7 separate regions of the Mus musculus genome follow, and all the other regions are linked to region 1. Evidence: chromatin contacts called from public ChIA-PET, Hi-C, HiChIP or PLAC-seq and promoter capture Hi-C data. All regions are on one chromosome and are shown on one strand. The core of a region is the stretch at or near the end of the contact, and the rest is flanking DNA. Distances in the headings are between cores, read along the strand shown. Region 1 holds the start of Snrpe (small nuclear ribonucleoprotein E). Region 2 has its middle 8.6 kb from the start of Gm51648. Region 3 holds the start of Plekha6 (pleckstrin homology domain containing, family A member 6). Region 4 has its middle 15 kb from the start of Bmncr. Region 5 has its middle 18 kb from the start of Gm51648. Region 6 holds the start of Btg2 (BTG anti-proliferation factor 2). Region 7 holds the start of Chit1 (chitinase 1 (chitotriosidase)).

What was found. Promoter capture Hi-C pulls out the DNA fragments that hold promoters and counts their contacts. A called contact is a pair of places that touch in the nucleus more often than the background predicts. ChIA-PET counts read pairs in DNA pulled down with a chosen protein or histone mark. HiChIP or PLAC-seq counts read pairs in DNA pulled down with a chosen protein or histone mark.
Region 2: a contact with region 1 is called in a promoter capture Hi-C map of liver, with 3 times the contacts expected there. The contact joins the enhancer-like site here to the promoter of Snrpe in region 1. A contact is called at or near these places in 14 of 39 promoter capture datasets (the 3T3-L1 cell line, the HPC-7 cell line, cranial neural crest and 8 more), 2 of 484 Hi-C or Micro-C datasets (cranial neural crest and embryonic stem cells), 11 of 115 datasets of contacts at active chromatin or transcription factors (cardiomyocytes, craniofacial prominence, embryonic basal ganglia and 6 more) and 1 of 9 other capture datasets (embryonic stem cells).
Region 3: an H3K4me3 HiChIP or PLAC-seq map of embryonic hindbrain shows a contact between it and region 1, with 4 times the contacts expected there. The contact joins the promoter of Plekha6 here to the promoter of Snrpe in region 1. A contact is called at or near these places in 7 of 39 promoter capture datasets (the HPC-7 cell line, frontonasal cranial neural crest, hippocampal neurons and 4 more), 6 of 115 datasets of contacts at active chromatin or transcription factors (astrocytes, cardiomyocytes, embryonic basal ganglia and 3 more) and 3 of 9 other capture datasets (adipose tissue, liver and pancreatic islet).
Region 4: a contact with region 1 is called in a FOXA1 HiChIP or PLAC-seq map of pancreatic cancer cells. The contact joins the enhancer-like site here to the promoter of Snrpe in region 1. A contact is called at or near these places in 5 of 39 promoter capture datasets (the 3T3-L1 cell line, 3T3-L1-derived adipocytes, embryonic stem cells and 1 more), 1 of 115 datasets of contacts at active chromatin or transcription factors (pancreatic cancer cells) and 1 of 9 other capture datasets (embryonic stem cells).
Region 5: an H3K4me3 HiChIP or PLAC-seq map of embryonic basal ganglia shows a contact between it and region 1, with 3 times the contacts expected there. The contact joins the enhancer-like site here to the promoter of Snrpe in region 1. A contact is called at or near these places in 7 of 39 promoter capture datasets (the 3T3-L1 cell line, the C10 cell line, embryonic stem cells and 4 more), 2 of 15 datasets of contacts at CTCF or cohesin (embryonic stem cells and stem cell-derived epiblast-like cells), 40 of 484 Hi-C or Micro-C datasets (the Ba/F3 cell line, the CH12 cell line, the G1E-ER4 cell line and 24 more), 24 of 115 datasets of contacts at active chromatin or transcription factors (the SCID.adh cell line, T-cell acute lymphoblastic leukemia, craniofacial prominence and 16 more) and 6 of 9 other capture datasets (embryonic stem cells, embryonic tail, embryonic trunk and 3 more).
Region 6: an RNA polymerase II ChIA-PET map of memory CD8 T cells shows a contact between it and region 1, with 115 read pairs. The contact joins the promoter of Btg2 here to the promoter of Snrpe in region 1. A contact is called at or near these places in 7 of 39 promoter capture datasets (the HPC-7 cell line, hematopoietic stem and progenitor cells, hippocampal neurons and 3 more) and 6 of 115 datasets of contacts at active chromatin or transcription factors (SST interneurons, effector CD8 T cells, embryonic midbrain and 3 more).
Region 7: a contact with region 1 is called in a Hi-C map of pro-B cells, with 5 times the contacts expected there. The contact joins the promoter of Chit1 here to the promoter of Snrpe in region 1. A contact is called at or near these places in 13 of 39 promoter capture datasets (the 3T3-L1 cell line, 3T3-L1-derived adipocytes, the C10 cell line and 8 more), 6 of 484 Hi-C or Micro-C datasets (B cells, CD8 T cells, the G1E-ER4 cell line and 3 more), 3 of 115 datasets of contacts at active chromatin or transcription factors (embryonic stem cells and large pre-B cells) and 2 of 9 other capture datasets (adipose tissue and embryonic stem cells).

The regions. Positions count from the first base shown.
Region 1 is chr1:133,608,942-133,611,889 of GRCm38.p6, forward strand. It overlaps Snrpe (small nuclear ribonucleoprotein E), which reads right to left and starts at 1,339. Exons shown (of 5, transcript NM_009227.3): 1 at 1,223-1,339; 2 at 777-803; 3 at 1-18. The coding sequence starts at 1,276.
Region 2 is chr1:133,221,322-133,224,199 of GRCm38.p6, forward strand. It overlaps a transcript of Plekha6 not described here. Among named protein-coding and RNA genes, the nearest start is that of Gm51648, 8.6 kb to the left of the region's middle. Within about 2 kb of position 1,485, at least 42 of the 459 cell types and tissues checked have an H3K27ac peak or open chromatin away from gene starts, as enhancers often do. A contact at or near this core is called in cardiomyocytes and liver, where this site is marked.
Region 3 is chr1:133,244,830-133,247,758 of GRCm38.p6, forward strand. Plekha6 (pleckstrin homology domain containing, family A member 6) reads left to right here and starts at 1,268. Exons shown (of 27, transcript NM_182930.2): 1 at 1,268-1,313.
Region 4 is chr1:133,960,562-133,963,275 of GRCm38.p6, forward strand. No RefSeq gene overlaps it. Among named protein-coding and RNA genes, the nearest start is that of Bmncr, 15 kb to the right of the region's middle. Within about 2 kb of position 1,315, at least 86 of the 459 cell types and tissues checked have an H3K27ac peak or open chromatin away from gene starts, as enhancers often do. A contact at or near this core is called in pancreatic cancer cells, where this site is marked.
Region 5 is chr1:133,195,138-133,197,837 of GRCm38.p6, forward strand. It overlaps a transcript of Plekha6 not described here. Among named protein-coding and RNA genes, the nearest start is that of Gm51648, 18 kb to the right of the region's middle. Within about 2 kb of position 1,309, at least 12 of the 459 cell types and tissues checked have an H3K27ac peak or open chromatin away from gene starts, as enhancers often do. A contact at or near this core is called in embryonic basal ganglia and embryonic brain, where this site is marked.
Region 6 is chr1:134,077,741-134,080,440 of GRCm38.p6, forward strand. Btg2 (BTG anti-proliferation factor 2) reads right to left here and starts at 1,415. Exons shown (of 2, transcript NM_007570.2): 1 at 1,172-1,415. The coding sequence starts at 1,313.
Region 7 is chr1:134,109,850-134,112,549 of GRCm38.p6, forward strand. It overlaps Chit1 (chitinase 1 (chitotriosidase)), which reads left to right and starts at 1,393. Exons shown (of 12, transcript NM_001284525.1): 1 at 1,393-1,513. It also overlaps the pseudogene Gm8618.

The sequences.
Region 1 (2,948 bases), core at 89-2,588:
CACCTGAATTCGAGATCTCTGAAATAAAAATAATGACTTTAGAAATGTAAACAAATCCCACTCCATTACTTTGTTTCCACAATAAACGACTTATCTTAAAAATTCCAATAAATATAAGCCAAAAACTAGAACTAGTTAGTCTTCATCTAAGAGCTAGCAACACTGGTTAACCTGCTGAGAAACATTTAATAAGTGCTCGGGCAGGCCTGTCCAAACTAATTTTCCTACTCTGAAAATTTATTTTTGCTTCTGGCATGAATACACTTACAGTTAGAACTGTTCACAGGATAGTACAAAGCGAATCTGGCGATTAAAAATTACAATGGCTTAAAACGATTTTTCATCTGTGTTGTAACACTCTAAAATAAACATCGCTAAAATCTCCTCAAAGAAGAGCATTTGCCACTCGCTTCTCTGTATATAACGCCCCCACTCCCCCAAACCCCGCTTTGGTGTCTTTTCTCCATTCTAAGTCCAACTATGGAAAAAGCACTATGCAACTGTCACTGCTAAATCCGATGACAAATCGTTCTTACAGAGTAATTTTAATAGTAAATATAATTACATTGTTCTTACAGAATAATGGTAACTGTGTGCATCCTTAAGTCAGCACGGACATATTAATAATTAGCGCTTTCCCTGTGACCTTATCCTCAACTCTGGTTCTCCCCCCCCCCCAATTTTTTAGTCTAAGCACTAGAAACAGAGAATTTGTTACAAAGAGTCAAACAGGCCCAACTTTCATTTCAGTAACAGTAAGGAAACAACTTACGTACATTTTGCAAGTATCTGAAGATAAGGTTCTGCAGCACGGCGATCAAGGAAAAGAACTACACAAACAGCGGAGCCTCCGCTCCCAACCGCGCCGGACTCTCCAGCGCCCCAAGGTCCGGCCGGGCTACATCCGCAAGCACAAACGACCGCCGGGAGCATGCGCTCCCTCCCCACCGCCCTCGTTTCTCCAACCTTCCCGATGGCCCACATCCTCCTCTCCTCCTCGGTATCCCCCGCTTTCATCGCGGATCGCCAGCCTGGCCGGGTCCACCCGGAGCCCGCCTTCCGCCTCCCGCCTCCCGCCGCCCTTCAACTCCGCGCGCTTTCCTGCCTCCCCGTTCGCCCCAGGGCCTCACGGGAAGCGGCCCGCAGCGGGCTGCCCGGCTCCCCGCCCACGCTCACGGCGCCTACGGCCCCCAAAGCCCCGAGTTCACGCAGCGTAGGATACGATGGGCTGCACCATCACCTTCTGCACCTTTTGGCCCTGGCCGCGGTACGCCATGGTGGAAGTCACAAAGACCACACGAGTAGGAAGGCCGCCTCGGAAAGCGACTTCCGGAAGCAAGACCCGGAAACGGAAGTGCAGTGGTCGTCGGCGACGCGGGCCGGTCCTGGGGAACGCCTCTCTAGGCCAGGAGCCGCTTTTTCTCTATGCTGATAGACTCCGCCGGCGGCCTTCCGACTCAACCGCTCTTTGAAGTCGAGGTCGGTCCTACAGCGCCACCTGGAGGTAGGCTGAGAGGCTTGCCTCTGCCTAGGTGCTCTTCTGAGAGCTGCTCTGGAATTTAGAGGCGGCATCTTGTCCAGAACCATCTGCAGACTCCCCTTATTTGTTTTGGGCCCCAGAGCTAGTCTAGATGGTCATGCCCGAAGCAGTGGTGGAGTTGTGGCTTGTTCAATAACAGATTCAACCCTCATCACCTTTATGCAGAGTTAACTGTTGCAGTGGCAACTGAAGATGGCAATCTAACTAGCTTGGAGGTATTGAAATCGGCTTGTTGGACTCAGATCTCTCTCAGTTGTGTGACCGGTGATAATTAAGTCATTAGGCCTCAGCATCTCCGTCCCGCAAGGGGACAGGAGGTGAAGATTCAGGGAGGTAGTAGTGCACAGGTGCTCCTAGAACACATCTGTAATCTCAGCTTGTGGAAGGCGCAAGGTGAGTATGACCTTAAGCTAAGTAGTACGTTCCAGATCTAAGCTACATGAGGCCTTGTTTCAAAACAAAACAACCTACATGGTATACAACCTGATAAACTTAAGGTAAGTTAGAAATGTAAGTTAAAAAAAAATGCATTTAATGCAGATACCTTGGGCCCAGGGGAGATGATTCGGTAGGTGGGACATGAGGTCTGTCAACCAGCACCTACACAAAATTACATGCCTGTAATTCCAGAGACAGGAAGGAGGGTGCCTGGGCTGGATGGCCAACTAGTCTAACTTAATCGCCAAGTCCTAGGTTCAATGAGAGACCCTGTCTCAGAAGGTAGGGTGAAGAGTGACTCAGAAGGACACTTGATGACATCCTTTGGCCTCCACATGCACACAGAAAATTGTTGAAAATGTATATGCCTAGTCTACTCAATGCCATCGCTTAGCAACACAACATAGCAGCCTTTCTTGAAGCTGCAGCTGCCCCCCACCTCACCAGAAAGTACCTAGAGCTGCTTACCAGGGAAATGATCAAAATTTAAAATGCAAAGTCTGATTTTTTTTTTTTTACAGAATTCATATTGCTTTCACACCATCTTTAGGATGAAGAATTGTAAGTCAGGAGCTATCTGGATGTGTGTGTGTGTGTGTGTGTGTGTGTGTGTGTGTGTGTGTGTGTTAAAGCCTCGTCCCCCACCCCACAACACAAGTAGCAAGAAAAGGGACTGATTAACCTGATTAACCATGCCTATGTTAGTTAGTAACCATGCCTATGTTAGTTAGTAACCATGCCTATGTTAGTAGTAGGCAAGCCTACTCAGTTTTCTGTTAGGACAGGGCTTGTGGCCTGGTTCAAAGTCTATCTAATATTTTAAAATATTTAATATTTAACATTTATTTAAATATTCTCTTTCTAACAAGGAAGCTGAGCCTTGAAAGGATTTTGGATGGCATCTAAGGGGACTGGCTGGCACTTTAGGAGATACCACTTAGGTCAAATAACAGAATCTAAATTTGCTTAC
Region 2 (2,878 bases), core at 235-2,734, 390 kb before region 1:
TATGGGGCTGCAAACCCCTTCAGCTCCTTGGGTCCTTTCTCTAGTTCCTCCATTGGGGACCCTGTGCTCAGTCCAATGGTTGGCTGTATTTGTCAGGCACTGGTAGAGCCTCTCAGGAGAGAACTATATCAGGGCCTAAGATTTCAAATGGATGAGTTTAGTATTGGCATGGTGGGCAAGGAGGAAGGGGAAATGTTTGAGATTTTCTGAGCCAGACAGTACCTTGTGAAAATAGGTGTTAACCCCACCCTCCTCCCTGGAGGAAGTTTCTTTAGTTGTAAAGCTTAATGACAGGGTAATAAACTCTCTCCTGTGATCCATTTCAAGCCCTTCATGGTATCAACTCGTGGCTGGTATGATCCAGCTTCTCTAGTTAGGGTGGCTGGACAGGGCCCAGTGGTTAGAAATAGAGTCACGCTCTCCTTTCTTCAGGAAAGAACCACAGATAATGGCAGAAGCAGAGTGTGCACCAGAGTCCTGAGCAGAACTGGCAGAGCTTGAGAGGGCACGAGGGCAAGGAGGGTGTGGGCTGGGGGGGGGGGGGAGGGACTGGAGCCCTGAAGAATTACAAGCCCTGGATTTGTCCCTGAAGCACAGCTTGTCTCTTGTCCCCAGTTGTGGCCTAGGTACTGTCCCTTTGGAACCCCCACCCCTACCCTAGGTATCAATACAGGCATCTCTGCCTCCGGCTTCACTGTAAGACAGGTCATAGGCAGGTAAAGGCCTATGCACGGAGAGATAAAGGCACAAGGAAGAAGATGGGATGTGGCCCAGGGAGAGCCCAGGGCATGAGGTTAAGGGGTTGGATACATCTCACTCCTTGCTTAGGATATGTGTTGCTACAGGACAGTGGCAGGTATCTGTTCATTGCTTTGATTGACTTAAGCTAGGGGCAGTGGTGACCCGGTAGGTAGAGCCAGTCTAGTCTTTCCCATGTCCCCCTGTGGTTTTGCTCACAGACTATTTCCCCTCCTTATTTCCTGGACAAGTGTTGGATAGGATTCGGGAGACCTCAGACTCTTAAAAAAAAAAAAAAAGAAAAAAGAAAACTTCTCTTTACAGGGACCCTCCCTCTCTTCCCCTCTTCGATGGCTCCCAGAGTAGATGGGGCATTCCATTTAAAAGGTGAAATAGGACAGGGTGAGCCAGGTGCTCTCCCCAGTTGTCTCAGTTAGAAGGGACAGCTGCTGCCCACTCCCGCTATCTCATCATGGTCTTGAGCACACCCACATGTCCTCACTCTAACATGCCAGAGTGGCCAGACATGGCCCTGGAGCCATGGAGAAAGGCCAGACAAGGAAGCAGCCTCCCACAAGGCTGTTTCTCTGGACCCCTTCACTTGCCCACCTAGGAGGGTTGCCAGGCCCACATTTCTAGGAGCCCGATTAATACTGTGAGCTGCAGAAATTGCACCCTGTGGGAGTGTGAAGTCTGTGCCAGTGGATAGTAGGAGGGCAGCTAGGGACACTTCTCTGCAGTCAGGCAAACAACAGGGACCTTTCCAGGAAGCCGGGGGAGAGGGAGCTGTCTGTGAGAGGCTCCTGGGTGCCTGTCAGCAGGCAGCTTGAACCGGTTTTGCATTTGCCGTTGATTGCTTAATTAGACACCCACACAGCTCTCCCGGCTAATGACCACAGCTCCCAGAAGATACCCACAGACAAAGTGTGGGTAGTACAGGGCGTTCCCTAGGACAGCCACCCGAGAGCAAGTGTCTCGCAGGCAGAGCATTGGTGATTCCTCTGGTCCTACAGCCCTCTTGTTAATGATAGAAGAGAGGAAGAAGCAGGAGGTTTAATGTGTGCACTCCAAACCCCAGGCTAAGATCTCCCCTCTTGGGAAACTGGCAGGACATCCCAGTGTCCACAGAGTCCCTAAGCCAGGTGAGCTGGAAAGTGCTGGGTCTGACAGGCCACTGTGCACTGTGGTGGGGACAGCCATGGTGGGTGCAGCCATCTTTGTGAAGCAGTGTGGAGAGGGAGCCCATGGGAACTTCAGCCACACTCCATCATTGGGGACCTAGAGCTCCAGTTGCCCAGACAGCCAGGAGCACCCAGGAGTTGAAGCTGAGTTTGGAAGTGACTGAAGGGCTCTGCTTGGAAATGTTTCCAAGCCCCTGAGAGGACACACACACTAAAGGACATATGCTGGTGATTTGCTCCTCATGGCTTGGGGCTGCCTGCACGTCCATTCGCTTTTCTTTTGTGCCAATCTAAGCACTCTTCAGTGCATTTGCCGAGGAATAGGACCGGGTGGGACTCTGGACAGAAGACCCCCAACCCTGCTCCCTGTTCTCCTGAGGGCTGCAACCTGCTGTGAGCCCTGCAACTCGGCTCCTGCTCAGGCTGAAGGCAGGCAGCTGAGCCAGGGACAGGCCACACTTGTCCTCCTCTGGTGGCCGAGATGTGAGCATTTTGGGTCTGGATGGCTTTTGGCCCGTTTTCCCCCAAGCCAGGAGGGAATGGATGCCTCCAGAGGACAGAACCTGCAAAAGGCCTGCCTGCTGTTCGCCTCTTCCAAGCTCAGGAACTCTGTCTTGGGGTGGGAAGGGGGGCTTGGCAAACAAAGGGAGTGGAGGGAGGGAGACGAGGAAACAAGTGATCCCACCAACAGTGTAGTCTGACTGCTTTCATGTTGGGAAGCAGGAAAAGGCATAATATTCAGTTTTATTCAATTAAATGTGTGTGTTGAGTGTATTTGTGCAGGTGTGCATGCAGGCATGCTCACTTGTGTGAGTGCATGGGGGGCAGAGGTCATTGTCCTGTGTAGTCTTTAGTCACTTCTCTTTATTGTTATTGTTATTATTATTATTATTATTATTATTATTATTACTGGGAAAAGGCTTTTTAATGAACTTGGGACTTCCCATCCAGGCTGCTCA
Region 3 (2,929 bases), core at 18-2,517, 360 kb before region 1:
TGGCTTACTGATAGGCAAACAGGAACCAAGGTGATAAGGAAAAGTGCCAGTTACTAACCCTGGCTGGCTGAGGTTCAGAGCTAGTCATGCATCTGGGGCTGTAAGGAGGCGGCGTGCCATCTCTCTGTGTAGCAGAAGGAACTTGTATTCTGCTCTCCTATGCTATTTTAGGTATGCTCACAACAGCACAACAGCACACCTCAGGTAGGCTTTGCATAAAGGCGCCGTGTTCCCGAGGCAGTAAGTGGTCAATAAGTACCTGCCCATTGCCCACTGCGTTTCTTGTGCCCTTGTGGGATGCTCTGACTTTGCCTCAGCCTCAAGGCAGAGTTGGAGAGTACCTAATTTCTTTCTCAAACTAGGAAAATGTTGGCAGGGGACTCACGAACAGAGCCGAGTTGAGACCGACAAGCACAGAGCTGCTCATTTGTGCATTTCTGCATAGATTTGCATGTGCCCTATGCGTAGACACTTTTCTGATGGATTTAGATTTTCTTAGGTTAGTTACCTAGGATTAAAGAGAAAAGGCGGAATTTTCGTTTCTCCCCAAGCCTGCCTATCTGTCAGTACTGTATCTGTTGGTGTTTCCCCTTCTTAGTGTTTCCAAACCCCCCTTTCTAAACTCCTCAGTAGGACAGGGGGGAGGGAGGGGGGAGGAAGAGGATGAGGAGGAAGAGAAGGAGGAAAAGAAGAAGAGGGGGAAGAAGAACCCTCTAGCTCAGCAGCAAGTGTTCAGTTGCTTAGGGAGCCTCCAGGATTCTGTCCTTAGAGCAGAGAGGCACCCCAGGGTCTGAGATGGCCTTCTCTCTGCTTCTGTCCCAGGGCTATGGATGCTATGACTACTTATGTCTGCACACCCTCCTCCAGGAATAAATAAAAAAAAATCATCCCTCCCCCAGATCCTGGCTTCTCCATTGGCCTGCCTGGCAAATATTTCATAATGTGGGCTCATCCAATTGGGCACCATGCCAGAGTTAAGCGCCTCAGGTTGTAGGCGTGCTCCAATTAGGTGAGGAGGCCTGGGTGGGACTCCCGGCCCTCACTCTCCTCCGGGGAGGCAGCAGCATTGTGAAGGTAGATGGCAGCCAGCTAAGAGTTGTCACTTGCTCAGGGTTAGTCAAAGGGGACAGACAGGACAGTCCAGCAGCTGGATTGTGACAGCCCAGCACTGAAGGGGTTAAGGCCAGTCAGCATGTGTGGCTGTTAATGATTGCTTTCCACGGGGACCTGCTGGGTATTAAAGGGAAACCTTTCCCTATTCCTGAGTGTGAAAGGAGTTAGAGGCAGCAGAGACTAGGGAGCGCACTGAGCTGGTGAGTAGACTGGCTGTTGGTTTGGTACGTTTGTCTCTGTGGTTCTGGAGCCGATGAGGAAGCACGCTAGCCGTGTGTGTTCATCAGCCAGAGGGGGGCTTTTGTCACACCACAAACAAATTTTCAGCTGGGCCAGATTCTAGGCTCACCCCCTTTTTGTGAGAAAGAACTCTTCAGAGTGGTTCTCAACTAAGGGGCGACCCTCACAGTCAGAGATGCAGCTGCTGTGGCCTTGTCCTGTGGAGGAGACAATGGTTTCATGAAACCACCCTGTGTACAAAGCCCAGAGGCTCTTCCCTCTCTGAGCCATTGTCTCCAGAGAGGGGCTAGGATCTCTGAGCAAAGCAGGCTCACAGGGACACAACTGAAGGAGGTGGGGCAGTATGCTTGTAAAGGGTACAGAGAGGAGGCTGTGGAGAGGAGCAGGCGGGACAGACTGCAGGCAGAATTGGGGATGAACCAGTCACTCATTAAAAGGCTAAGTTGTCATTTGGGAGTAAAACTGAAATCTGGGGGAGGGGGGGGTGAAGAGCAAATCTTTTGCTTTTAGGTTTGTTGTCTCTACCCCTCATCTTCCTCCTGGAAGGGTGTCCCCTCACCTTCAACAGCTCTTGTCTCTGACTCCTTCTGGTAATGTGACCAGGAGTATGGACAGAAGTTCTTGGCTTTGTGAGAGGCAATGGGTGCAGTACCTGCAGAGATGTGTATGTGTGTGTGTGTGAGAGAGAGAAAATGTGTGCGTGTCTGAGTGTGTGTGAATGTATGTGAGTGTGAATGTGTGAGTGTCTGAGTTTCTGAATGTGTATGAGTGTGTGTGAATGTCTGAGTGTGAATATGTGAGTGTGTGAGAGTGTGTATGAGCGTGTGTGTCTCTGTGTGTGAGTGTGTGTGTGTCCTATATGCTCATATGACTTTTTAAAAAGGAATTGTCACCAAAGAAGAAATGTTGACACCCCCCACACACACACACTTTGCTAAGAGCTCTTTTGTTCCCCCTCTCTCTCTTGGGAGGAAGATGATTGGATGACATAATGCCTATGATGGCCCCACCTGCATGGGGACTGTCTCTGGCTCAGGGCACTCACCATGCTGGTCTTAAAGGCAGATTTGAGAGACAGGGTAAGTTCAACCCTTACTGGCTTGGCTGCCACGCTTCCTTCTAGTGGGGTTTCCAGGAGGCAAACAGAAACCAGGACAATAAGAGGGAGGTGCTGGCCACTAAACCCAGGAGGCCAAGAGCAGAAGGAGCCAAGTTTCTGGGCAGTTGAGGCCAAGAAAGAGGGGGAAGTAGAGTCTAGGAGAGGAATGGACAGACTGGCCCTGTGTGCCGTGTATTCAGATTTCGAGCCACTAATGCAGCCTTTATCTACCCCTCTCCCGGGAATTACAGAGGAACGGCTATCCCCAGTGGGGTGGATGTCACCTGTGGGCTTGCCACACATGCTCAGAAGGACTTCTTGCTCGCTTTCTGCACTTGAGCCCTGTGCTGGTTTTGGTTTGCACAGGGCCTCGAAGCAGAGCAGAACTGCTCCAACAGGTAGGAGTGGGCAGACTCATCTGTAACTCGGGTGTCACTGTCCAAAGCGGACACTGTCTCGCTTGGGAAGCACTGGAGA
Region 4 (2,714 bases), core at 65-2,564, 350 kb after region 1:
TTGGTTGGTAGCACCCACACCAGGCAGCTAACAGCCATTTGTAATTCCAGCTCCAGGGCATGCATGCCCCTTGGACATTTACACACCACACACTCACACACACACAGATACACACACACACACACACACACACACACACATACACACACAGATACACACACATACAAACAAATAATAATAAATAAATCTTAACCAAACAAAACACAGAAGGTACGGTCCCCACTGTAATAAAGGCTTAAGGAAATAAGGTGGGAAAGCCTGCACAACACCACCTCACAGCACCCCGGGAATGCTAGTACCCTCACTGTCCCAGGAGTAGACAGCTCCTCATGCTGCCATCCCTCCAACTACCCCTACTCCAGCCTCGCGTCTCTGGCCACCTGACCTTTTCCATGCCCAATTCCTGCCTCTGTGGCTGCCTATGGCCCCTGAACATCCATTTCTACCTTTGGCTCAACTCTGAGCAGGGGAGCTTGACAGTGTTCCCCAGGAGGCTTGCCTTTTAAGAAGGGAGGAGCCAGCCAAGAGCCCAGGATCAGTCACAGGGACAGGACTTTCTATGGGGTATGGGGGTGGGGGTGGGGTAGTCAGAAGCCTCACACATAGCCTGTTATTTGCTGTGAAATAAGAAAGAAAGAAAGAAAGAAAGAAAGAAAGAAAGAAAGAAAGAAAGGAAGGAAGGAAGGAAGGAAGGAAGGAAGGAAGAAAGAAAGAAAGAAAGAAAGAAAGAAAGAAAGAAAGAAAGAAAGAAAGAAAGAAAGAAAGAAAAAAGAACAGTGGGTGCTCCCAAGTTCTACAGCACCCCAGGGTCCTGCCTCCTCTAACCTTCTATCTTATCCCCATGACACAAGCTGAAAAGCTTTGCTGCCCTCATTCTGCCCTTCTTGCCTGCCCAGGGCGGTTGACAGAGTCTGGGACCTTCAGGTATGGCAGATAGCTTGGCACAGTCCCTGCCAGAGGGGAAGGATCATATACATGCCCAGACCTCATCTGATTAAAAAACAGCTGCCTCAAATGCATTGTGTCACAGTTCTTAATTTGGAGGGGAGTGACACGGAGGCTCAGGCTGGCCTGATGTGAGGTCAGCCGACACTGACAGTAAGCGTACTGTGCGGTCAGCCAAGAATCCAGGCCCGTGGCTCCAGCCACACGTCAGAGAAAGTGCTCTGGTGCGGACTTAGACTCATGCCATGGAGGGTCCGCTGATAGGCTGTGGGGACAATGGCTTCAGAATCCTCCTTTTTAATGGCTCACCAGTCCTCAGGAATCATGAGCGGGGCCGGCTTTTTGTCCACCAAGGGGCACCCGTGCACTGTGAGGAAGGTCCAACCGGCTCTGCCAGCGTGGCTCTGTCCAGGGTGAGGAGCAAAGGTTTGGGGAGGAGTCACTTTGTTTTTAAGATTCCCTGGCAAGCGCCTCTCACATTCCAGAACACAGAGGACCGAGGACCCCTGCTTGTCCAGAGGCATCCGGGGCTGGCAGCCAGCCCAGGCCTTTCCTGTCCTCTTCATTCCAAAGGTCTCTGTTCGGTTTCTGCATCCCTCCTTGGTGGAAGGCTGTGCTGGGACTGGGAAAAGCTGGGGAACTTCCTGCTTAACTCGACGCTCTTGGGAAGCCACACATATCTAGACATTCACTGAGTACTTACAAGTGCCCAGCACTGTGGCAGCCACCCAGAAAGTGACACTGAAGGAGCCCTGATGTCTGCCTATGGGGCCATGGACCCACAAGGTGCACACTTCAGAGCCTGAGCAGGTGGGTGCATCAAGGGACTCAGAAGAGATGCTACTGAGGGTCTGTGCCACTGGAGCCCATTGGCTGCAGGATTCGGGGCATCACCTGCTAAATCACATCCAGTGCCTGCTGCCTCACTGGTCCTATGATGAGGGAGAGAAGCTCAGTATTTGTTGAATGAATGAATGCTTGAGTGAATGAAATGAGGCTGTCCAAGAAGACTTCTTGGAGGAAAGGTAGAAGGCTCACACACATGCCTAGATCCTACCTGATCAAAGAACTTCTCCGCTCTTTTTTTTTTAAGATATTTTCTTTATTTACATTTCAAATGTTATCCCCTTTCCTGGTATCCCATCCCCCCTCCCCACTTCCCCTGCTCACCAACCCACCCACTCCCCCTTTCTGGCCCTGGCATTCTCCTATACTGGGGCATAGAAGCTTCACAGGACCAAGGGCATCCCGTTCCATTGATGACCGACTAGGCCATGCTCTGCTACATATACAGCTAGAGCCATGAGTCCCACCATGTGTTTTCTTTGGTTGGTGGTTTAGTCCCAGGGAGCTCTGGGGGAACTGGTTAGTTCATATTGTTGTTCCTCATATGGGGCTGCAAACTCCTTCAGCTCCGTGGCTCCTTTCTCTAGCTCCTCCATTAGGGACCCTGTGCTCAGTCCAGTGGATGGCTGCGAGCATCCACCTCTGTAGTTGCCAGACACTGGCAGAGCCTCTCAGGAGACAGCTATATCAGGCTCCTGTCAGCAAGCTCTTGTTGGCATCCACAATAATTTCTTGGTTTAGTAGTTGTATATGGGATAGATCCCCAGATGGGGCAGTTTCTGGATGGTCGTTCCTTTAGTCTCTGCTCCACACTTTGTCTCTGTAACTCCTTCCATAGGTATTTTGTTTCTCCCTACTAAGAAAGATCGAAGTATTCACACTTTGGTCTTCCTTCTTCTTGAGTTTCAGGTGTTTTGCAAATT
Region 5 (2,700 bases), core at 59-2,558, 410 kb before region 1:
TGATGGTGGGGTGAGGGGTGGGGGTATCAGCTTCTAAAGTCTCTGTGTGTGTGTGTCTCTCTCTCTGTCTCTCTTTGTGTCTCTCCCTGTGTCTCTGTCTGTCTCTCTTGGGAACTGGGGGGTGGGGGTGGAGTATGGAGCCTGGGGCAGGCAAAGGCTCTTCTGCTCAGCACCATCCCTGATCCCTGCCCTTCTTCAGAGTTCTGTTAATCGGGTCCCTGAAGACAGACATAAAACTGTTTTCAAAAATATCTGGCCACAGATTCCCCGTTTAGTTCTTGGTCATGAACACCCATAATCCTTGCACTTGGGCAAATGAGGCAGGAGGATCATGACAGCGAGCTCTGTGCATAGGCAGAGTCTTGAGGAAGATGCTGGATGTCCTGCGCCAATACACTCTACCCACTTCCTGTAGCTGCAGTTTCCCACTGACCCTGATGACTTCACCCCACCCCACCCCCACCTCACCCTCACCCCCATCCCCACACCCACCCGAGGCCTGCAGGTGAGTTTTTACTTGGATGCTGGAGATTTGAACTTAGGTCCTCATGCTTGTGTAACAAGGATTTTCACCCACTAAACCATCTTCGCAGCCCCAAAGTACGGTCAAGGCAGAGGTTTCCTTTCTCCCTGGCAGTACTGGGGATCGAATCTAGGGCCTCACACCTGCTGAGCAAGCCTTTACCACTGCGGCTGCAGCTCCTGCAAGAGGGAGTCTCCAATCAGCTGCTTGGTGGCTCATCCTCCACTGGACAAAAGAATCAGCTTTAACTTCTCTGACATGAATGTCTTCTCTGTGTTTCTGAGCTTGCTGCTTAAGAGAAACTAGTCACCAAACAGTGTAAGTTCTGTTGGTGGACTTAGGCTGGCTAGCCACCTGCCTGGCTCCCTCCTCTGCCCTTTGTCTCTCTTTAGAAGTGGTAGGTATCTTCTCTGAGGCCTTCTCCTGCCTTGCTTCCCTCCACAGCCTTCCACAGGCCTGGGGCTCTCCTCAGGACACAGATATATGCAGTCACAGAGAATTCAGCTTCTACTTGCTCCATGTAGCTCATTTGAATTACCTTGAGCATCCTTTTAGATCGTACCCAAGACACATGCTATCTTCTCCCATCCACTTCCTCCCGCAGTTGCTGCTGGGTCCCCAAGTGTCTCTGCAGTGGGCTTGTTAATTGGCGCTTCAGCTGGCTGATTGACTGTAATGGGGGTGAACATTTATTTACCCCAGCAGCCGCCTCTCAGACAGCTGTTAATTGCAGGCATGAGAGAGACAATAATTATGGGATAATGTGTGGCTTTTGTGTGAGGCCTTCTCTTTGCACGTGTCAGCAAACACTGGTGGGTTTGTTTTCTAACATTTGACGCCCCTGCTGAGGAGATGCTGTAGCCCCTCCCCCACCCTCATCCTGCAGCCTCCTCATGCTTGCATCCCTTCCCTTCCCCCTGTCTTGGGCCTGGAATTTAACCAGGTTCCCTGGGTGATAGAAAGTGTTTTCACCAGGTACCTCTAATCCCAGCAATCAGAATGCAGAGGCAGGTGGATCGCTGAGTTCAGGCCAACTTGGAACTGGGCTAGATCCAGGAAAGCCAGGGCTACACAAGGAAACTCTGCTCAAAAACAAACAAAAACCTAAAACAAAACAAAATGGGGGTGGGGTGGGCGTGGGGGTGGGGTTTCAAATCTCCAGTAACTTTGTCCCCACTGATTGCTGTTATACAGTTATGACCCCAGTTTTAGCGTTTGTTATTGACTGTCTCATTGATTGAGACGGAATGCCACTACCCACTTGAACTCCTGGGCTCATGAGATGCTTCTGTGTCAGCCTCCTGGGGACTGTTGGCAAATGCTCCTTCTTGGGTGCTGGTGCTGAGGATGGTACAAGTTGGGCAAAGACTCTTGTCACCAAGCTACATCCTCTAAATTGGCACTTTTTAAAAAATGGCAGTTAAACTGGGCATGGTGGTGCATGCCTTTAATCCCAGCATTCTGGAGGCAGAGACAGGTGGATCGCTATGAGTTTGAAGTCAGCCTGGTCTATATGACAAGTTCCAGGGCAGCCAGAGAGACCTTGTTTTAAAAAACTTATAAAACCAAAAGGGGGTAGGGGTGGACCTTATCAGATGTTTAAAAGCATAGGTGTTTGTCCCATGTTTCCTTCTGACTTTCACTAATATCTTCCTTTACACACTTGTAGCTGGTGTGCAGCTGCTGTTCGCAGGGGTCTCTTTTGTTTGACGGTTACTTTTATAAAAACCCGCCCAGGCAGAACAATAGTTTATTAGTTTGCCATCTCAAATAACCGTGAATAATTCTGCCTCGTTATTGCTCCACTTACAACAAAGAATTTGGATTGGGGCTGGCAGGGTGGCTTACTGTGCACATGAAGAAACATGTTATTAGCAGGAATATGGAACCAGGGAGGATAGGGCCCAGGCAGGGTTCTGGGTCATGTTTAATCTAAGGCTGTAAAGGTGTCGGTGGCAAAGCCTGACACATGAGTTTGATTCCTGGGATCTACATGGTAGAAGGAGAGAACCAACTCCTACAAGTTGTCCTCTGATTTCACACACACACACACACACACACACACACACACACACACACACAGAGTTAATTGATGTTTAAAAAAAATTGTTCATTTGTTTTCTTTGGAACAGGGTCTCACTATGAAACCCTGGCTGTCCTGAAACTCATTATGTAGA
Region 6 (2,700 bases), core at 165-2,664, 470 kb after region 1:
AGCATTCTCTGATGTTTACCACAAGGGGAGGATGAGGGGAGAGGGCTGGGGAGGAGACTTCCTCTTCTCAGCGACAGTATTTAAGAGCCTCTCCTTAAACTCCCCCTGCCACTTAGAAAGATTCCTGGGTCCTTTCCAAGTTTTTGTACACTGGAAAGCAGCCCCAGAGCTTTCAGGTAGATGCTCTATGGTGGTCATGGATATTTTTGGCACAATCCTGTTTAAGGCAGGAAGGGCTAGCAAGAACCGGCAGGGCCTCTGACGACCAAGGCACTGAAATTTCAAAGCCGGTAGGTAAGCGGCCAATGTTGTTGGTTGCCCAACAAGTCACAAGGCCTCTCATCCCTTCCGCATCAGAAGAGTTTTGAGATCTTTAGCAAAGGTAAGGGGATAAAAAATGGTTTTGTTTTGATGAAACAGCTGTTGGTCCTCAGATCTGTGCCAACATGTTGAGAGATGGCTATCGCAGCCCAAGGCAACCAACCAGTTATAACAGCTGCGGACAGAGGCTAAAGGGTGGCTTATCACTCCTCCACCTCCGTCCCTCACACCCTGCCTCCATAACACACACACCCCCTCCCCGCCCTCGCAGTTGGCTAGGCTACCAGGCTCTTTTCTGTACTACAATAGGTGGCAGATGGTGAAGAGGGACCAAAAAAGAAAAAATACAAAGGGGGCCCAGATTACAACTTGCAGCGGGTAAACACGCGGCAGAATGGGCCTGTATGATGACAGGCTCAGGACTATACAGCAACAGTGGCTAGGACTCAAGAGTTGTCTAGAAAGTTCAATTGCGCATAAAAGTCGCACAGCTTGGCCTGGCTTCACATCCCCTGAGGGTCTGTTGTTCTCCAAGATTCGGAGATAAGGGTGAGCTCGGACTCTGAATACACACACACACTGACTTTTCTCATGGTGTTGTCAGGGTCTCAGAATGTACTCAAGGAAGAGGGTCGGAGCCTCGGGAGCGAGGCGGGGACTGGAGGGCTGGGAGACGGGGACTTAACCGAAGGGACAGAGGACCATCAGTGGCCTCAGAGATTAATTAGAGAAAGACATCTGAGACCCGGAGTTGTTCGCGTAGGGGTCCCCGTCACAGAACAGTGATAAAGACACCCCAGGCAAGAAGTGGCCGCGCCCGAGTGGTTCCAAGACCCCGACGTGTGCTCACCGGTCAGTGCGTCCTGGAGCGCCCTACTGAAAACCTTGAGTCTCTGCTCGCTCACGCAGCCCCGAGTCCTCAGGAGACTGGAGAGGAAACCCACGGCGGCGGCGATCTCCGGGAGCATGTCGGTTCTCTTCCCGTGGCTCATACCGGTGGCTGAGGAAGTAGCTGTATTAGAACGATGATGACGGTCTGGCCACCTCTCGGGCTCTGCCCGGACTTTCCCCGGGCTGCGCCTTTCATACCACTCGGGGAGGCGGGGAGCCGTCGGTGGCGCCCATTGGCCGACGCTGGCGGATGGGGGCGTGCCCCTCCGGTGTCTCGCCTCTCCCCTCCGCCTGCGCCCGCCCCTCTCCGCCCCGCCCGCCAGCTCGCCCGCGCCTCCCAGGCGCTGAGGTCATCGCTCACTGACGTCATTATTGGGAACAAGCACCGGACTCCCGTGCTGTGGGAGGCAGGCGGGAGAGGGCCTTGGACCTGGGCAGAGGAAGCGCGCTACACCGGGCATGCCCGGACGTCGTCTCTGCACAGCGCCAAAACCCAGGTTGCCTGCTGCCTCCTCCAGGATGCCCTCGCCGATGTTATTTCTCCCATGTCTCCTGACAGACACTGACAGAGCCGTTCACCCCCCTACCTGAACATCTCTGCCACTCATCCCCCCAGCTGATCAAAACGGGTTCCTCGTGTTTTCAGCAATGGGGATTGTATTCTTTTTGCTTCCATAATAATTCCACCTCCCCCAACAAATTCTGCTCTTCCTCTTCTGTAATTGCCTAAAAGTAATCAGCTCTCACTGTTTGGTGGGAGGAGTGTCGAGGAGAGTATTTTCTGTCCGTAGGGTTATTTTTCCAGCACTCACTTTCCTTTAAATGGCAGTGTCTGTGTGTGTGTGTGTGTGTGTGTGTGTGTGTGTGTGTGTGTGTGTGTGTGTGTGTGTGTTTAAGTAATCTGGTGTGAATTGTACAAAGTTTTCCATCAGTTCCCTGCCCCTCCCTCTTCCCTGATTGTTTTCCTTCCTTTTTGTGCACTGAGGCTTTTGTAAACACTAGCTCCCCAGAGGAAAGGCTTCAGGTCTGGCTTGTCTACACGCAGGGGCTCAGGGACTGGTGCCAGGAAGCTAGGCAGACTACTGAGTGGGGCAACTTGTCACCCACATCTCTGAGCCCTGCACAGGATGGGGCCTGAATTTAGCGCCATGGCTTGTGTAAAATCCTGTTTTCCCTGAGTTCTAAGCCAGGCTTCTCTCCCTGTATCCCTGGTCTGAGCCACCAGCTTCCCTACCTGGATCCTCTGTATCCACCCTACCCCATTTCCCTCTTCCCTTTTCTCTCCACTGTCTGTTTTGCTGCTTGTTTTTCTTCAGTGGACTTCCCATCAATACTTCTGTCCCTTTTCCCACATGCTCTATCCCTCCCTCTAAATGTCTAGTGCTCCCTCTAAAGCTACCTCCCTCCCTGTTCCCCCTTTCAGACAAAGCTACTGATCACTGTCCCTATAGCACCCAGACCCTCTTTTTGCTTCCTCAGACCTGGTCC
Region 7 (2,700 bases), core at 143-2,642, 500 kb after region 1:
AGTTTCTAGCTGATTCTGGGAGTCTGGTGGGGTTAAAAGTAAGAGTATGACGATGGGAATGGTCATGGTGGCTCAAGAGAAGTCATCGCACATCCCAGACTATCTGGGTTTGGAAGAAGAGGGGCTGGGGGTGAGTGAGGGTGGGTGGGTGGGTGGAGGTGGGTGTTGTGTATGTATGTTCCAGACTCCACTACGTACTGTACGTACTGTGCTTCTGAGGCTCCAGTTAACAGTCTTCTCATGGTAAGATACATACATCTTCCAGTATTCCCCACCACACACACACACACACACACACACACACACACACACACACACAAAACCCTGGAGGACTACATTTCCCAGACTTCCATCCACTTAGGTATGGTCATGTGACTGGGTTTGTCCAATTAGCAGCAAATGAATGTATCAGGGCAGTTTCTTCTTTTTAGTTTGTTTCTTTGAGATTCACCACCCCCCACACACACGGTTGGCCATATGACTATGAAGTCAAGGACAAGTCTAAAACTACCTAGCTGCTCTGTGTGTGTGTGTGTGTGTGTGTGTGTGTGTGTGTGTGTGTGTGTGTGTTGGGGATTTGAGTCTGAGGGTTCTTATGCCCACACTCCCCTACCATAGTATGTGGGTTTGAGTCCCTCTGTGTTCCTCTGTACCTTCATCAGCTATTGCATGAGAAACATTACAGCCATCTCTGCTTAAGGATGGAAATCATTGTGCCATTGGGTGCTTCTCCTATTGAGCAAACAATAGTGTGTGCCTACTCACGCCTAGATGATGTCAGTCAGCTGCCCTGCCTGTCAGCTACCCTGCCTGGCCTCTTGCTGTAGTCAAGAGATATGGTAACCGTGAGCTGGATGGGGTGGCATACTCAGGACGTAGCAACATATGGCTTGTAGCAAGCTTTAAAAAAAAAATAGCAGCAGTTAGGGGCTGGAGAGTTAGCTCAGTGGTTACGGGCAATGTTTGTTCTTCCAGAGGATCTGGGTTCAATTCCCAGCGCCCACATGTCAGCTCACAATTGTCTGTAACTCCAGTTCCAGAGGATCTGACATCTTCAGACAGGCAGGCAGACCAAAAAACCAATGCTCACAAAATAAAAATAAATAAATTGGAAAAAAAAAAAAAGCTGGGTGGTGGTGGTGACACAGGCTTTTCTTTAATCCCAGCACTCAGGAAGCAGAGGTAGGCAGATCTCTGTGAGTTCAGGTCTTCAGCTAGAGTTTGAGAATAACCAAGGTTACACAGAGAACCCTTGTCTCATAAAAACAAAGCCAAACTGTGGTAGTGTGGATTGGCCCAGGGAGTGGCATTACTAGAAGGTGTGACCTTGTAGGAAGAAGTGAGTCACTGTAGTGGTGGCCTTTAAGATCCCCCTAGAGGCCGGAGGATGTCAGTTTCTCCTGACTGCAGTTGGAACAAGTTGTAGAGCTCTCGGCTCCTTCTCCAGCACCAAGTCGGCCTAGACAGTGCCATGCTTCTCACCATGATGATGATGGATTAAACCGCTGAAACTGTAAGCCAACCCCAACTAAATGCTTGCTTTTATAAGAGTTGCCTTGTCTCTTCATAGCAGTGGAAACCCTAACTAAGACAGAAGTTGGTACCAGAGACTGGGGTATTGCTATGATAGGCCTGACCATGCTTTTGTTTGGAGGGTGATATGAATGGTGCAGACCTTGCTCAAGGGGTTTCAGAGGAGAGGAATTTTAGTATGTTGCTTGGAGAACATTCTTATGAAGTTATGCTGAAGAACGTGGCTGCTTTTTGCCCTTGTCTGAAGAGTCTGCTTGAAGCTAAGGCGAAGGCAAAGAAAGAGAATCAGATTAATTGCATTGACAGAAGAAGTCTCAGAAAAGCCCAGCATAGACTTTGTCCTCTGGTTCGCTCCCATGAAGAGTGTTTTGATCAAGTGTAGCAAGCTTAGAAAGGAAAAATACAAAATGGGCATCGGGAAGTGCGATGTAGGTAAATCCTGTGTTTGAGGAGATAAACAGATTAAGGGAGTGGTGATTTTCAGCAAGCTACGCTTATTGCTTGTGTGTTTGCAGTTGAACAACAGATAGTTAACCTTGTTGAGACTGCTATTGACTATGGGGACTTTTGAAGTTGGACTAAATATATTTTGCATTCTGTTAATCTGGGTATGGCCTCCATAGACTCATATGTTTGAACAAGTTTATGGGGCTAGGGGGTAGAATGTGGTGGTTTGGATATGCTTGGTGCAAGGAATGGCACTCTTAGGAGAGGTAGAGGAAGTGTGTCACTGTGGGGGGTGAACTTTGAGACTCTCCCCCAAGTGACCTGAGGATGCCTTTCTTGACTGCAGTTGGAACAAGATGTAGAACTCTCAGGCCCTTCTCCATCACTATGTCTGCCCACATGCTGCCATGCTTCCTACCATGATGATAATGGATTAAACCTCTAAAACTGTAAGCCAGCCCCAGTTAAATGTTTGCCTTTATAAGAGTTGCCTTGGTCATGGTGTCTCCTCACAGCAACGGAAACCCCAACTAAGACACAAACAAACAAACTAGTAGACCTGTGCCCTAAAATGACAATTAAAATAAATCATAACCGATGTGGCCAGAGCTTTCACTTGTCCACCTAATAGACAATGCCCAGACAGCTATCATCACAGAGTCTCAGGGGGCTGGTGGGTTTAGAATTGAGTGTCACATGCAGGAATCAAGGACTTTACTG